Linked DNA regions of Macaca mulatta: region 2 is linked to region 1. A link is a contact called in public Hi-C data. All regions are on one chromosome and are shown on one strand. Each heading gives the region's core, a stretch centred on a gene start, on an enhancer-like site or on the middle of the called end of the contact. The rest is flanking DNA. Distances are from core to core; before and after follow the strand shown. Region 1 holds the start of LOC144331820. Region 2 holds the start of CASTOR1 (cytosolic arginine sensor for mTORC1 subunit 1).

Region 1 (2,711 bases), core at 89-2,588:
GGAGGCCGAGGCAGGTGGATTACCTGAGTTCAGGAGCTTGAGACCAGCCTGGCCAACATGGTGAAACGCCATCTCTACTAAAAATCCAAAAATTAACCGGGCCTGGTAGCGGGCACCTGTAATCCCAGCTACTTGGGATGTTGAGGCAGGAGAATTGTTTGAACCCAGGAGGCAGAGGCTGCAGTGAGCCAAGATTGCGCCACTGCAGTCCACTCTGGGCAACAAGAGTGAAACTCTGTCTCAAAAAACAAAACAAAACAAAACAAAACAAAACAAAAAACCTGAATAAATAATCTGGTGAAGTCCTTGGAGCTGGCTACCGAGAGAGAGTCCCTCCCTCCCATCCCCACTTTTTCTCTATCCCCTAACCCCTGCCCTACAGTTCTTCCTCCCTGCTAGGTATGTTGCACCCCTGCTCAAGAATCTTCAATGGCTCCCTGGTTCCTTCCTGAGTCAACTCAATCCCACTGATCTGCATCTGAGGCCTACCCCCACCCCATCCCAGCGTTCCCTGTGGCACCAAGGGCCACTTGCCCCCTCTACACACTTTATTTCAGTCTGAGAAGCTTCCCACTGTCCTTTAGACATACCTCTGCACTCCTGCTTCTGTGAGAGTTGCTGCTGTGTCCTGTATCCTCCTGCCAGGTCTTCCCCAGCCCTCAAGACTCTGATCAAATACTGTTTCCAGGAGCTTCTCCCTGAGCTACCCTCTGCCAACCAGATGTCCCCTTTCCTGGCCTTGGTGTGGACTATTTTGCATTGTAGTGGCAACTATCAGGGAACAGTGTGGCCCAACAGGAAGAACCAGGTCTCCCGGGTCAGGCAGGCTGGAGGGGAGAGCCTTCTGTGATGGATATATCTTGCTGGGGACTTTGGTTAGGGGAACACAGAGTGTGAACAACTTAAAGAAGGCTGGTGGCACGCAGAGATCTAGGAGAAGCGTTGGGGTGGCAGTCCTAGTGCTGACAGAGCCCTGTGCTTCAGATTCTTCTTGGGGGGAAGCTCTGTGCACAGAAAGGAGCACTGGACTGGGAGTCCGGTGTGTGAACTGGAGACCATGTCCTTGCTTAATGTGCTGCCGTGACTATTCTGCAAGGCGCACATTTGGGGGTCTCCTCAGGGCTGCTGGCCCGTGCCTTCTAGACCTTGGTTGTTTCCTCACTAAAATGAGGGCACTGGCCTTGAGATCAGAGGCCTCCTGCGTGCCCTGGCCTCAAAATCTGTGGTGCCAGGGGGAAGGGGGTGGCAAAGAGATTGGCTCTGTGATTTGAGAGTTGGAAAGAACAGTCTTTTAAACCCTTCAACAAATATTTGTGGAACACTCCACTTCCACGGGGCCAGGGCAGCACGAACTCTCTGGAAAGCCCTTGTGCCTGCAGGCAGCCATGCAGAAAAGCCCTGGCCCCAGCCTCCTCCCCTCCTCCCAGCCCAGCCCTGTGGGGCTTGCAGCCGCCTCAAGTCACCTGCCTCCTCTGGGTGTCTGTGATCTGGTGAGAGAACTAATCCCATCGCTGTGAAAATTGCAAGTGAAGTAATGGCTGGGGAAGAGGTGGGCGCACACAGGTGAGGGATTATTATGACTATTGTGTTGCTTCTGAAGGCACATCAGAGAGTGAGAAACTCAGCCTGTCTGGCTCCTCCCCTGAGCCCCATTTCCTCCTCACTTCCGCAGTCCAGCCTGGCTTTGCAAAGAAACAAAATCCTCTCCCCACCCCACTTCCCACAGTTGAACCCCTGATTAAGTCCTTTACCTTCCTGGGTATCACTGTCTAATCCCTAAGCCCTTTCTCACCAGTCTCCAGTTGTCTCCAAGAGCCAAATCCCTTTAGAATGATGTGGCCCAGATAGCTGTGAGCACAGAGGCAGGGGGCAGGGAGCTGGGACCTCAGGACTCCCCCAGAGGGGAGGGGAGGGCCGGAGGGGTGCTGGGGGCCCCTGCTGTGGCTTTGGCGCTAGCTGGCAGGGGCCTGGAGACTTCCCTTGGGAAGGATGGGTTGCCATTTCCACCCCAAATAGAGCTAAAATAGAGTCCAGATTCCATAGGCAAGCTTGTTCCCACGCCAGTGACCTCTCAGAGCAGAATGGCATAGGGGTGGGCCCACCAACTCTGGAACCAGACTACCTGGGTTTGGGTCCTGGTTCTATAACTTAGCAAAGTTACTTGACCTCTGCCTCAATTTCTCATCTGTAAAGTGGCAGTGATAATCTTACTACCTCATATGATTGGAATGAGATTAAATGAGCTAATTCATAAAAAGAACGTTGAAGAGTACCTGGAACACAGTGAAGCTATTGGCTGGTTTTTTGTTTTTTTTTTTTTTAATTTTTTGTGGGTTTTTTTTTAGAGATGGGGGTCTCACTATGTTGCCCAGGCTGGTCTTGAACTCTTGGCCTCAAGTGATCTTCCCACCTTGGCCACCCAAAGTGCTGGGATTATAGGTGTGACCCACTGTACCCAGCTGGTATCAACTGTTTTGACTTGCATTTTCTGTTCCTTCTCTTGAATATTCTTGCCATTCAGGTGCTAGCCCACACACCAGCTCTTAGAGGGGTCTCCCTTCCCTGGTAATGAGGCTGAAGTGGCCTCTGGCCACCAGCACCTCTCTGATGCTATTTTATCTCGTTCCTGTGGCACCTACTGTGGCCCGAAATGATCTTGCTTGTGTATGTGGTTATGGTTTTCTATCTGTTCTCAAGGGCAGAAACCATTG
Region 2 (2,711 bases), core at 135-2,634, 100 kb after region 1:
GGCTCCTCCTTCCCCTAGTCCTCCAGGGGATAGGCCAGGATGTGGTGGCTACACAGTGTCCCACAGGAATGTGTCAAGCCCGAGAGTCCAGGGAGGAGGCTTAGCTTGGCTTCCATCTGCCTGTGGTGGGGGCTCCAGAGCAGGCAGAGGGCCTGCTCAGGCCTGCTGGGTCCCAATCAGGCCTGAGGCCTGCTTTAATCTACTTGGTTCAAAGCCTTACATCTGAGGCCTCAGGGTGCTCCCGGCAGACAAGGGTCCCCTGGAGCATTATCGGCCCTGCATGGAGCCAACATGGACATGCTGATGCCTGCTCAGCCTTGGGGTCTTCTTAGACCTGTGGGGGCCTGATAAGATCTGGGGTGTCTGCCAGTGCTGGGGGCCTCCTTGAACCTGAAGCAAGTTTAGATGTGCACAGGCCAGTTAATGGCTGCAGGCTTTGGGGCTCAAGTTTCAGGCTTGAGGTCTGAGTACTCACTGAACCTCAGGTGCATGGGCCTCCCCCACCAAAGTTTGAGCACTGGGCATCACTGGCTCAAGCACTTTTGGGTTTTGTTTGTATCGAGGGACCTCAAGTCTTAGGCCTTGGCCACCTCCAGCCCCCTAACCCAAAGTATGTCGCTCAGGCAGAGGTGGCTAGAATTCTATCTCTGTGTGTCCCTGGCGGGGTGCCTTCTATTTTGAAAGTTGGATGAGAGGAACAAGTGGGGCTACCAGGCCAGGTTTCAACTTGTCAGCCCCCTCGCAAGCGGGGAAGGGTAGGTATCAATCGCAATCTTGTGCTGGCGGCCCTGCCCCCTGCAGCCACCACAGGCAGGAGAGGGAAAGGTGCCCGGCGGCGCTGCAAAGCCGACCTATGCCTCTCATCGCTCCAGGGGTTTGGGGCAGCGTTCTGGTCCCAGTCGAGCTCCAGTTCGTTTCGTGGTCCTTCTGTCTTAAGGACCTCAATCATAAAACCCACGTGTGTGCCAGAAGGACAGAAACGTCCCCTAGCCTCCTGGATGCTCCCACCCGCTGCGCAGCTGGCGTTCCGCGGGAAGGGCGGAGCCCAGGGAGGGGGCGCGTCATGGGCGGGACCTGGAGGAGTCAGACGGGGTGGGGTCTATCCCCGAGCCAGTGCTAAAAAAAGCGGAGGCGTTCGGGGCGGTCTCGGTGTGCTGGAAAGCGGTTCTGGTATTAGGAGGAGGCGTGACCACCCAATAGGCTTCTCTTCCCGCGGGGCGTGGCCGTCAAAGAGCTGGACGCCGCGCCTGGCTGGGCGGGTCAGCCGCGTAGCGGACGGCGTGGACTCGGCCGCGCAGCGGCTCCTTTAAGGCTCGGGCACCACCCCCGCCGCCCCGCCTCCCGCGCGGCCTGGGTCTAGTTCGCGGTGGGGTCGGGTCCGCGCGAGCCGCGATGGAGCTGCACATCCTAGAACACCGGGTGCGGGTGCTGAGCGTCGCCCGTCCGGGTCTCTGGCTCTACACCCACCCGCTCATCAAGCTGCTCTTCCTGCCCCACCGCAGCCGGTGCGCGCCCGGGTTCGGGAGCGCAGATGGGGTCTGGGGGCTCTGCTGTCGCTCCGGGCCAGGGTCGGAGGATTAGGATCGCCGTAAGGCAGGCAGGCAGGCGGGCGGGAGCGGGTGGGGAGGGCTCTCCCGCTCCGGCCGCCATCCGGCCTGGGGGACCACAGCCTATGCGGCCCCGTGAGGCCCCCTCCGAGGGGCAAAGCGCAAACAGCCTGGGATGCGCAATGCTTAACTCAGTGGTGTCAAATGTGGGCATTCCTACCTGATCACTCCGGGGAGCTCCTTCCAGGACACCTCCCTTCAGGTCAGAGGGGCTGGACTAGGGGGTCCAAGGTCCGACGCCCCTAAGGCTGTCGCCGCGGGTGTGAACCTCTCCTCCATCCAGGAGTGGAGGGGTGGAAGGCTCCTGGAGAGGTCGGGAGGCCGGAAAGTAGCCCCCAACCCCGGAGATGGGCCTAACATCCCATTGCCCTGGAAATTAAAGGCCGAGGGGGCAGGAAGGCGCTGGCCCGGGGTCGCGGAGGTGTCTGGGGCAGATGGAGAGACATCCACTCGCAATCCCCAGTTCTCCACACCAAACTGAAGATGCTCCCCACTCCCAACCAGGTGCAAGTTCTTCAGCCTGACGGAGACCCCTGAGGATTACACACTTATGGTGGATGAGGAGGGCTTTAAAGGTGGGGGCTGGTCTGGGGAACGGGAGTACGGGAGGGGCTTGTCGCGCTCCCCTTCTGTAGGGTTCTCACCAGTTGCTGGGATCCATCCCACGACCTTAAGCCTTAAAAGCAGATATGTCAGGGTTCGAATCCTACTCCACCACTCCTTGGCTGTGTGCCCTTGAGCAAATCACTTCCCCTCTCTGAGCTGTTTTCTCTTATGTAAAATGGGTATAGTTCTGGTTCTGAAAAACAGGGTCCCATGAGGGCTTTATAAACTCAAAACCGCTGAAGGGCACTCAGCAGTCTTAGGCCTGCAGGAGGGCCTCTGTTATGATTCCAGGCAAGTGCTGCTGTTAGAAGTCCCTGGGTATGATTTCCTCCTGGTCTTATCTCCCTGGTTTGGGTCACCTCCTCCCCTGCTGGTCTGGGAACTCCAGGAGTCCGAGGGAAGGAATGCAGGAGTAGGCAGCCATCTCAGGGGAGGGTCCTGGAGGCCTCCTGGCTGTGCTGGGGTGAATAGCAGCCACCCAGGCCCTGGCCCCTGCTC

The links. A called contact is a pair of places that touch in the nucleus more often than the background predicts.
Region 2: a contact with region 1 is called in a Hi-C map of liver, with 8 times the contacts expected there. The contact joins the promoter of CASTOR1 here to the promoter of LOC144331820 in region 1. A contact is called at or near these places in 6 of 14 Hi-C or Micro-C datasets (CD4 T cells, blood, cortical neurons and 3 more).

The regions. Positions count from the first base shown.
Region 1 is chr10:21,152,081-21,154,791 of T2T-MMU8v2.0, forward strand. It overlaps LOC144331820, which reads left to right and starts at 1,339. Exons shown (of 3, transcript XM_077950075.1): 1 at 1,339-1,490. The coding sequence starts at 1,386.
Region 2 is chr10:21,255,061-21,257,771 of T2T-MMU8v2.0, forward strand. It overlaps CASTOR1 (cytosolic arginine sensor for mTORC1 subunit 1), which reads left to right and starts at 1,385. Exons shown (of 9, transcript XR_013399347.1): 1 at 1,385-1,505; 2 at 2,112-2,182.